2 separate regions of the Astyanax mexicanus genome follow, and region 2 is linked to region 1. A link is a contact called in public Hi-C data. All regions are on one chromosome and are shown on one strand. Each heading gives the region's core, a stretch centred on a gene start, on an enhancer-like site or on the middle of the called end of the contact. The rest is flanking DNA. Distances are from core to core; before and after follow the strand shown.

What was found. Hi-C and Micro-C count contacts between places; a contact is called where the count stands out from the background.
Region 2: a contact with region 1 is called in a Hi-C map of muscle, with 20 times the contacts expected there. The contact joins the enhancer-like site here to the promoter of zgc:101100 in region 1. A contact is called at or near these places in 3 of 3 Hi-C or Micro-C datasets (blood and muscle).

The regions. Positions count from the first base shown.
Region 1 is chr12:6,118,402-6,124,081 of AstMex3_surface, forward strand. zgc:101100 (homeobox domain-containing protein) reads left to right here and starts at 1,833. Exons shown (of 4, transcript XM_007245785.4): 1 at 1,833-1,903; 2 at 3,224-3,395; 3 at 4,021-4,196; 4 at 5,097-5,680. The coding sequence starts at 3,233. The coding sequence ends at 5,564.
Region 2 is chr12:6,166,073-6,171,401 of AstMex3_surface, forward strand. csnk1g2b (casein kinase 1, gamma 2b) reads left to right here. Exons shown (of 12, transcript XM_022670216.2): 4 at 389-537; 5 at 2,063-2,297; 6 at 3,924-4,009; 7 at 5,154-5,238. Among protein-coding and RNA genes, the nearest start is that of mfsd12b, 14 kb to the right of the region's middle. Within about 2 kb of position 3,944, the one cell type or tissue checked has an H3K27ac peak away from gene starts, as active enhancers do.

The DNA.
Region 1 (5,680 bases), core at 583-3,082:
ACTTTGGACTTGATATAAAACAGTGGACCCACATTAACAGATGACATGACTCTCCAAACTGATCATCAGTAAATTTTACATTTCATTTGTAAATCAAGGGATCAGAGTGGAGAGATACACAGCCCAAACTGCTCAAGGTCTAGTGTGAAGTTTCCACCAATCAGTGATGGTTTGGATAAAGAGGCATGTCATCTGCTGGTGTTGATCCACTGTGTTTTATTATCAAGTCTAAAGTCAGTGCAGTTTTGTTTTCCCACAAAATCTTACAGCACTTCATTCTTCCCTCTGCTACTGACAACTTTTATGGAGAAGCAGATTTTATTTTCCAGCAGGACTTGGCACACTGCCCACACTGCCAAAAATATCAGTCTTATATAATATTCCAATTTTATGAGACACAGATTTTTGGGTTTTCATTGGCTGTGAGCCATATTAATCATCAACAATGAAATCAATTACATTTTGAACTAAAATAAAGTAACTCTTTTTTGAGATGTGCACCCCTTCTAATAAATGCTAATTCAGATATATTACATTGTGCCTGTTGTTGGCACAGATGTACAAACACCTACACTCACAGCTTACCTAGAACCTGTAAAGAGTGTAGAGTGTAAATTAGTGCCAAAAGAATAGGACTGCCTATAATCACGACCAATTAAAAAGTTGTGGGAATAAAGCCCCAAAGAACTGAGCTGTGGAAGCATGGGGGAAATGGTGCTCCTTTCAGTTTCTTTGGGGGTACTTAGTAGTTGAGGATATGTTGAAGGTGTGGATGGTGATCATCTAACATCCTGACCTCACTAAAACGTGTCACTCTTGCAATTAAATTCTTATAGGAATGCTCTATAATCTGATGACCAGTAGAAGACTTTCCTGGACAGTAGAGACAGTTAATACCCTTGATTTGAAAAAAAAATTAAAAGCAGAAGAAATAAATGAGAAGCTGCCTCAATACTTTTGTCCATAGGTTGCATCACCAACATTCTAAATACAACATATACAGTATATAACCTGCTGCATTTGGAACAAGAGACTATTTTTTTGGCAGGGTTGCATTGTCTTTTCCTTTCGCTTATACATTAAATCTACATTAAACACAACCTTATAAGCCATAATATTAAAACCACAGATCAAGGAACCTTCTTCACTGCAGTAACAGCCTCTACTCTTTTATAAAAGCCTCATACTAGATGAATCATTGGAACATTGCTGTGTGGAGGACTTGATTGCATCCAGCCACTGATGCTGAATGATTAGTAGTCCGGCCATCCAACTCAACTCACTCCCAAAGAGCCAGCAGTGCTCCTGGATGAAGCTTCACCATCATTCCAGAGAACAGAGTTCAACAGATACTCCACAGCTCATTGCTGGCGGGGGTCTTTATACCCCTCTAGTGCACGCTTGGCTCCTTTTAAAGTGCATTTCACTCCTAACTCAGAAAATATGGGGAGAATATGGGGCCTGTTAGCAAAACAAACCCTTCAGTCCCACACACACTCCCAGACTCAAACACTCACACACACACACACACACACACCCCTGGAGTTAAAGCTGCCAAAGCCCCATTCTAATGTGGCCAACCCCACAGATCAGCACCCCACATTGTTTTAATTGTTTTAACTGAGGGGGGGAGGAGGTGAAATGCTCGCTTATGTTGGGGAGATCCTTTGCTTAAATCTCTCAAGTTCAATAGTTAAAAAAAAAAAAGCCCTGAGCCCCCCGGACCCCCTTCTTTTCCCTCATCCCACTTAATCCCGGCTAATACCTTTCTTTCTATTGGCTAATGGCTGGGAGACGCTAGAGGTAATGCTTCTTAAATAGGCCCTGCTGGACTCGACTCGGCCAGTGAGACCTTACAGGCCTGAGAAGTACTGGACTGAGCTGGATTTACCCCACTTTACAGGTAAAATCCCACTAACTAACTCCTTCAATATGTAGCACTAGTGTATGGATGCAAATGCATGGCTGGATTGTTTTATACTGGCTGGATTTTTTGTTATAATGATTTATTATATGATATAGTAAAAATGTTGCATCACAATATATAAAGGTAAAAATATTGCTTCACAATATTTAAAGCAACAGTCTGAAGTTTCAAGGATTTGTGTATAGATGGATGGATAGACAGAGAGACAGACAGACAGACGTATAGATAGATAGATATTGCATCACAATATTTAAAGCAACAGTCTATACGTTTTGGGGATAGATATATAGACAGATAGAAAAATATTGATACAGACAGACAGATAGCTTTATTTAAAGCGACAATCTGTGCATTTTGGGGATTTGGAGCCCTCTCTGGTGAGAATGTGCAATTGCACAGAGCATGTGGTAGATCATTTTAAGCACAGATTAATATAAATTAATTGACTGCAGTCACATCCAACTAAACTACCAGACCACTCTGTTAGTGGAATTAATATATTGGACATTGCAGAGACAGTTGCACCAGGACACTGATACCACTGATACTGTTTTGGCTTTTCAAATTCTGTAACATCCCGTGCTGAGAACATATATATAATGAAATGCAATGAAATGATCAGTTGGTTAGTGTTCATTAAGCAAGGTTGATAATCACAATATTTTCAGAAAAAAAAGCGTATATTTAAAACAAACCTCCTCTATTTAGGACCAGTAGAAATTGTCCTGTTTCAGATTGTCTCATTCTATTGGTAATGATTTCTATAGAGATCACACAGGCTGTGGTCAGAGCTGAGTGCGCTGTTGGCTGGACTGCTTAGTTCATTAGTTATGTCTGGGTACTTTAGGACATGTTGGAGCCGTGTATGCCGAATTTCTTTATTTTATTCTCAAGAAATTACTTTTAATTAATTAATGAAGGTCAGTCAATCTGAAAAAAAAAATAATAATAATAATCAAGAATTTTGAAAGCATCCTCAAGTGCAATCGCAAAGACAATCAAAAAAGTTATGATGGAACTGGCTCTCATCAGGACCACCCCAGGAAATAAATAATCCAAGTTCTCATCAGGTCACAGTGACTCTAGGCTGTTTCAGAGTGTCTCATTATATTGGTAATGCTTTCCATGGAGATCACACAGGCTGTGGTCAGTAATGAGTGCACTAGTTGCTGGACTGGTTAATTTATTAGGGGTGTCTGGATACTTTATGACATGTATAAGCTGTGTATTCTATTATAAAGAGTATACGTGTTTCTCTCTATAAGCTGATGTATTATTGTGTTTTTTCCCCCGCAGTAATCAGTCATGAACTCGCTGTATCTGTGCGGAGCGGGCGCTGGCGGGGGTCTGTACCCGTTTCCCCGCCTCAACTCGCTGTTTTACGACCCTCACCAGCAGATGGCAGCACCGCACCGACCTCCAGCCGCAGCGCCCATTCAGAGCCTCACCGTGGCCGAGCGACTGGCGGGTAAATACTGCACTCAGCATGGGTGGGTGGATGGATGGATGGATAGATAGAGTAACACTACCTGCCACATTTTGACACACCTACTCATTTAGGATGAATGGATGGATGGATGGATGAAAGGTTTGACACACCTTTTCATTTAGCTTAGATAGGCAGACAGACAGGTAGACAGACAGACAGACAGAGTACCACTCAAAGGTTTGGACACACCTTTGAGTTTAGCACAGACAGACAGACAGACAGACAGACAGACAGACAGACAGACAGACAGACAGATAGATAGATAGATAGATAGATAGATAGATAGATAGATAGATAGATAGATAGATAGATAGATAGATAGATAGATAGATAGATAGAAAGTACCACTCAGGATATAATTAGTTTATTTATAAACTAAATAGTTTATAAATAGGAAATAGTTAAATAGAATATGTGCTTTAGTACACTAAATCTGATCATTTATGCATGAATACTGAATATTCATTGTGTAGTTTAAGTAAGAAAAACGTTTATGATGATAAAAGAAACAGATAAGCATAGATTAGTGTTGATTAATGTTGTTTTTTGTTCTACATAAAAGTCCTTTTAGAAAGTTTGAGTATGTTTGTTTTTTGTGTTTTAGAGCTCATCCTTGAGGCACGCTATGGGAACCAGCAGAAACAGAGACGGAGCCGTACGGCCTTCACAGTGGCCCAGCTGCAGGCCCTGGAGAAGGCCTTCCAGCAAACCCAGTACCCGGACGTGGGCATGAGAGAGAGACTGGCTGTCTGCATCAACCTCCCAGAGGCTCGAATCCAGGTGAGACAGCTGCAGAGTGACATTTCTGAATGAAGAATTTTATAATTGTACATTTGTTTTTTCGATTTTTTTTTTTTTTCTGGTACAAATGTGTGTTTTGAATTTGAGTTCTGGAAACCTGCTGTTTTTCACACAGTGAGACTATCTTTACTGTAATTAGAAAATGTGCCCTGTGCTAAAGTTTTAGGTAAATATTGTTAATTAAGCTGCTTCTTAATGAATTTTATATAAACCATAATGAGCTGTTAGTGCCCCCTGCTGGGCTGGCATGCGCATACAAACAAGCATTTTATTGTTTTTCTTTGCGTTCCTGTGTGGATGCAAAGGTTATCAAAAATACTCCAGTTTAAATTCAATTCAACATCCTGTAGGGTGGATTCAATTTAATGACACACAGGACAGACACTCGCAGATATGAATCACAAAGTGTATTAACAGAGTAGCTAGGCTAGTAACCAAATAGCAGAAAATATAAACAACAAACTAAGGAGAGTAGTCAGGGAAACCAGGGTCATACATGAGAAATCCAACAAGACAGAGGAAAAGGCAAGAGAAGAGAAAGAAAATGCGTCATAGAAGAGCTAGGAAACAAGATTCCAAACAGAGGGGTATTTATACAGGAGAGAACAGGTGGAAACAGTCAGCAACTCTGAGAGTGGGAACGCTGTATCGTCACGTGATCAGTGTGGGTGCATGCTGGGAAGTGTAGTTTTGATTGACAGGTTTAGAACCTTGAGCAGTCAGACTGACATAATCAGTACTGACTTTAAAATTTATTTACTGAATTGAATTAAACTCTGAAATTTAAAATTTTGCACAGCACTGCTGAGAAAGTGAGTGTGACAAACTGCTAAAATATAAATATTCCTGCCTTATTCTTAACTGGATGTACTTTTTTAGGTGTGGTTCAAGAACAGGCGTGCCAAGTTTCGCAAAGGCCAGCGTTTTGCCCCTCTCCCAAAGGGACGAGGCCCCGAGGACCCCCACGACAGTAAACAGCCGAAAAAAGAGTCAGCGGATGAAGAGAAAGGCTCCAGTTCTCAAACTCAGCTTTCATCATCCGGCAGGGACGTGAGCGCCAGTCCCACCAGAGCTTCCCCTGAGGACGCGGCTCATTTCCAGCCCCCGTCCAGTCTGCATTCCCCCACTGCTCTGCCACCGTTTATATTTGGAGAACGGCAGCAGCACCCAGTGCCTGGCGCTCTCGGCCTTCTGTCATCGGCTCTACCTTTCCCTCCTGCGTTCTTACCCATCATACAGCCACACAGTAATTCTGCAGATATCATGCCAATGGGCAAATGCAGCGGCATTGGGCTACAGAGTGCCTGTCACACTAAATCCGTGGTTTATCCACGCCTGGACTTGTAGCTGCACTACCCACCCAACCAACCCCCCAGAAAAAGAAAGAAAATACGTGCCCTGCTGTGCCAGTTGTCAGCGGGGGGATCAGAGCAGGGAACAGGTGTTCCTGCGGGCCACATTAT
Region 2 (5,329 bases), core at 2,694-5,193, 50 kb after region 1:
CTCACTCTGGAATCAATACTTCCTTTTACCCACTGCTACTTATCACCACAGATTACATTTTACCAAATAAGGATCCTTCCACACCTTTAATAAAGCCACCTTTTCTGGATTTTGTCCATTGATGTTTGGAGATCTTCTGCAGTTGTTATAACATTTATTGGTGTTTTTAATGCTGCTGATGAAGTTTCTTATATTGTAAGTGATGGCATTGTTGCTAGGTTGTGTTTGTACTCTATGTGGTTGACTGAAACTTGGAGAGCTTAGTTCAGACACAGTGCCATTACTGTGCAATACCGGCACTCCTAGAACGTCTCTCAGCCAATCACATTGCAGGGTCATAACTAACTATGGTATAATTGACCATTGTCTTGTGTTTTTGTTTCTGCAGAGGGGATTCCTCAGGTCTTTTACTTTGGGCCATGTGGGAAGTACAACGCCATGGTTCTGGAGCTGCTGGGGCCCAGTCTGGAGGACCTGTTCGACCTCTGTGACCGAGCCTTCTCCCTCAAGACCGTCCTCATGATAGCCATACAGCTGGTGAGTCTGCTGTGGCCTAGAGACACAGTTTATTTGTTATAGTTCAGACCAGGACAACTTAACTTCTTAAACTGTTGGGATGCTGTGTAAAATGTAAATAAATGTTAATAAAAACAAAGCAATGTCTTTTGCAAATCTCATAGACCCATATTTAATCAAAGCATGCTACATATAGTTACATATATTGTGCTGGACTGATCTGTATTGATGTTAAATGTCTTGCATATATTGAACTTTACCAGCGGCAAAGTTGTTTGGTCTGGACCATTTAGACCAAAGCTCCAGAGTTTGGTCCAACCAATAGGTGTTTTTGGTCTGGATCTACTGAATGGTCCAGTTCATCTGCAGGATGAAAGCTCTTTTCTAGATAAATTCGGACTTTCCGACCAATTACATTAAGCTGAGTTAGTCTTTAAACAAACGAGAGGAAAACATTAATTAGTGTTGTGTTAATAAACAGAAATAAAAGGAAACTAGGATAATATCAGTTTCCACACTTTCACTCATCAAACTCATAACTAACATTCTAAAATCCAATTAATGTAAAATCTAGAGAGACTCCGCCAGCATAGCTAATGTAGATTGATGTAGTGATGTAGGATGTAGTAAAACTTTTTAACCCCTCACTAAACTGCAGTGTGATACCAAAACTAACTGAACCAAATACCGTGTCTACAATGTAACAAAGAAACAATCCTGTGTGCTGACTATGCTTTGGACTTAATGACTCAATTTTCTAGTAGACAATAATGCTAATTCAAGTTAGTTTACTGATTTGACGGCAGCCTCAATTAAACCAAAACAATGGCATTATTTTTGGCTCTAAGGAGCACTATTCTGCTATTTGAATTACTTTGGTTAGCACAGATACTGCTGCAGTCTTTGGGAAATTGTAGGTGTTTAAAAAAAAAGTACATTTAATTTACCCAAATCTACAGGTAACTTTGGAATGCTGCTGAGTGTTACTGACCCAGTAAAAATGAATCACTTACAGCTGCTCTGTTGCTTTCGGTGCTTGTGGTGTGCACACAAAGTCAAATGGGGAAATTATGATTAAAAATGGGAAAAGGCTAATTATACTGTAAAACATCAGAATTGCCCTGTTAAATGGAAGGGTTGATCACCTGAGTTAATGACATGCTTGTTTGAAACCTCCTATGTTTAGGATTGCAACCAGGAAATTTAGAGTTAGACTTGGTCAGGTGGTGCTGTTTTGCAGGATGGTGTTCTGTTATGAATCACTAACAGCTGATGTGAAAGATGGAAAACTGGTAGCACCACATATCACACTCACTGCAGAATGCTTTGGAAATCCTTGATCAATGAGCGTATTTGCTACTGCAACATTGTTGATCCTTTTTGTCGCAGTAAATGTGTCCGTGTGTTTTATTAAAAGTGCCCATTTAGGTTTGCATAAACCATCATTTTTGACATACTGAATTATTATTATTTTATTTGTTTCTGGTCTGAAATGTAATACCCATGTTCCGGAGTCTTATCTTCTTATCGTTTTCCCATTGTGCAGATAACACGGATGGAGTACGTTCACACCAGGAGCTTAATATACCGAGACGTCAAGCCGGAGAACTTCCTGGTGGGCCGACCGGGCAGCAAGAGACAGCACACCATCCACATTATCGACTTCGGGCTTGCCAAAGAATACATTGACCCAGAGACCAAAAAACACATCCCGTACCGGGAACACAAGAGCTTGACCGGCACAGCCCGCTACATGAGCATCAACACACACCTGGGCAAAGGTGAGGCCTCTCACATATAACCTGTGGCTGACTTCAGAGAGCTATAGTGTGGGGGATGGGTGGTTGGATGTTCTGTATACTGAGGCTTCTAAGGCTGTGTTCAGACTGCAAACAAATCGGCTTTGCTTTTTAAAATTGGTTTCTCTGTTCAGATGACTGAACTGAGTATCTGCTTGGGTTGCCTTTGTATTAAGGTCTGAGCCATTAACTAACCTTGTTAGGTGCTGCTCTTGGACCCCACATTACTCTGGAGTTGATATGTGTTGAGGTGTGTGATGCAAAAACATGTCGAAATCTGATTTAAGCGATCACAGCATCTGTTTAAATCTCATTGTATATAAATCTCTCAAACCACCTACAACTGTGGTATTTATGGCTGTCTATACTATGATAAATCAATCTGGATACAAGCTAGATCCAAGATCCAAGATACAAGCTAGATCCAAGATTCAAGATATCCCAATATATGAATTTGGACAGGCAATGTTCAATGATTCAAGGAGAATATATATATATATATATATATATATATATATATATATATATATATATATATATATATATATAGCCAAAGTTCTTATCCCACTGAAAGGTCTTATGATTGAAATGTATGGGGACTAGTGCAATTACAAAATAGCCCCACCCATTTTCCATTATTTTTTTTCTCCATTTAAACTGTCCTTTAGAAAATTGCTTCCTGGGAGCAGACTATCCCACGTTCTGTATTGCGCTAATGCAGGCCGGAGAACCAGTGGGCATAAGCAAAGAGTGGAGGACATCAATAATTTTAGACTGAACCAAACGTACAACTGCTTTTTGATATCAGTCACTTTTATATAATATCCAATATATTTTGGATAATGTAGTGGACTGAAAAATAAGATTTTCTATATATATATATATATATATATATATATATATATATATATATATATATATATATATATATATATATATATATAATTTGAAGTGTAGATGAATTAAAGTAAATTAAAATCACAGAAAAAATGGAATTAGTTCAGTAAAGATGCAAGAAAAATCTATACTCTAAGTAGAGTATTTACATTGACTTCATTACTGTTCACTACTGTTCAGTTAAGCTGTCTTATACAAACATGTTTCTCTCTAGACCACTTAATAAAATAAGTGATTAATTAAGAAATGAAACAGCAAAGTTAGTTTACTTACACAAATATTTAGACATGGAGCATTTATATAAGTAGCATTGGACATTTTTTGTTTATAGAGAAGGAAATATAAAAAAGTTTGTATTCAAAATGTGTTCCAAATAGCAGGTACATTTTTTATTGTGAATTGAATCATGAGCAGAGTGCATCGTAACACCCCTATTTTCTTTTTACTTTCCAATGTCTGATTCCAACAGTTGCACATTTTTACTTTCCACCCAAAAAAAAAACTTACTTTGCTATATTGTTGAATAAGGCATGTTTACACTTATTAATTAATTAATTTTGCAGCATACTGCACCTATAAGACTCTTAAATTAGCTGATTCCAGTGCGTTAGTTTTGTGTTGAAACTGAACTTTGTGGATATTAACACACAAAGACGAGTTTCCCGTTTTTTTGCGGCCAGGCTGAATAAGAGTTTGTGTTTTGATCCACAGAGCAGAGCAGGCGAGATGACCTGGAGGCGCTGGGACACATGTTCATGTACTTTCTGCGAGGCAGTCTGCCCTGGCAGGGCCTGAAGGTAAACACACACACTCATGCTCTTATCTGCGTGACCTTAGGCTTATGTACACACGAGGACACACTTATATACATACTCTACTGTCCATGCCCTTGATATGCTGAGCGGAGCTTATCTCCTGACTCAGCTGAGGAGGTGGCAGTGAGCTGGAGCCCTGGACTGTGCTGTTTGGGCAGTAATGCATCAGTAATCCCATATATTTAGTTTTTTTGCATGTTAGCATCGCTGTTTTGTTGTCATGTTTAATCCGACAAAGTTCAAATAGGTTTTTTAATGTGTGGTATGCAGTATTTTACTGATTTTTATTTTCTTTGGGATTATGTGAATCTGGTAGTTTCTTCTGTGTTTTTTTTACATTGTGTAACCAATAGAAATTCTCTAAAATGACTTTTAATGAATTGTGTTTACGTAGCCATCCATTTTTCTGTAAAGTTAGGATTTTGGAGATGTAGGCAGTGATGTATGGTGCTGGATGATACTGGCTATAGCAATATGTCATAATTGACGTTATATCCCTGATAAAATGTCTATAAACAGCTGTAAGACCTTCAGATCCACAGTTGCCTTTATTTACTGCCTCACTGCCGCCCTCTTCTGGCCATTTTTCATTACTGTATGTTATACTCTTGAAATACTTCAAGAGTATAAATATATATAAGAGTGCTTCTGGAAGCATATAAATTTGATATATAATAAAAAGAAAATGCCATTATTCCTGTGCATCAATTTATGATCTGTAATGTGTTATTCTGTTACATTTTAATCAGCATTTTGACAAGCTTGAAAAGTGAAGGTATTAGTATTGTGCTCAATATCAGCAGGACATTTTGAATGATGTACTGGAGGGGAAAATCTGATCCAGTCCACACATGCTGAATCTGCATATACTGACACTGTGTAATTTTATATTTATTATATACTGGGTCTATTCCCAGTATAGGGTTAGGAAGTGGTTGAGTAATTTAGAAATGATTGCCTCCTTTCATATTTTGTGGATGAAGAGATGGGATGGATGAATGTGAATGGATGGATGAATGGATGGATGTAAACGGTGCATGGACAGATGGATGGATGGCTGTACATGAATATGTGCAGGATGTCATATATAATGGAGATTATTAACTAGTGAGTTTTTGTGCTGCAGGCGGACACACTGAAGGAGCGCTATCAGAAGATCGGAGACACCAAGCGGGCCACGCCGATCGAGGTGCTCTGCGAAAGTTTCCCAGGTTAGTTTAGACCTGCCTCTGCAGTTCAGCTGAGAAGCGGCTTCTGGTTTGTTGATCACAGCATGTCTGAACATAACTTATTATTAATGAC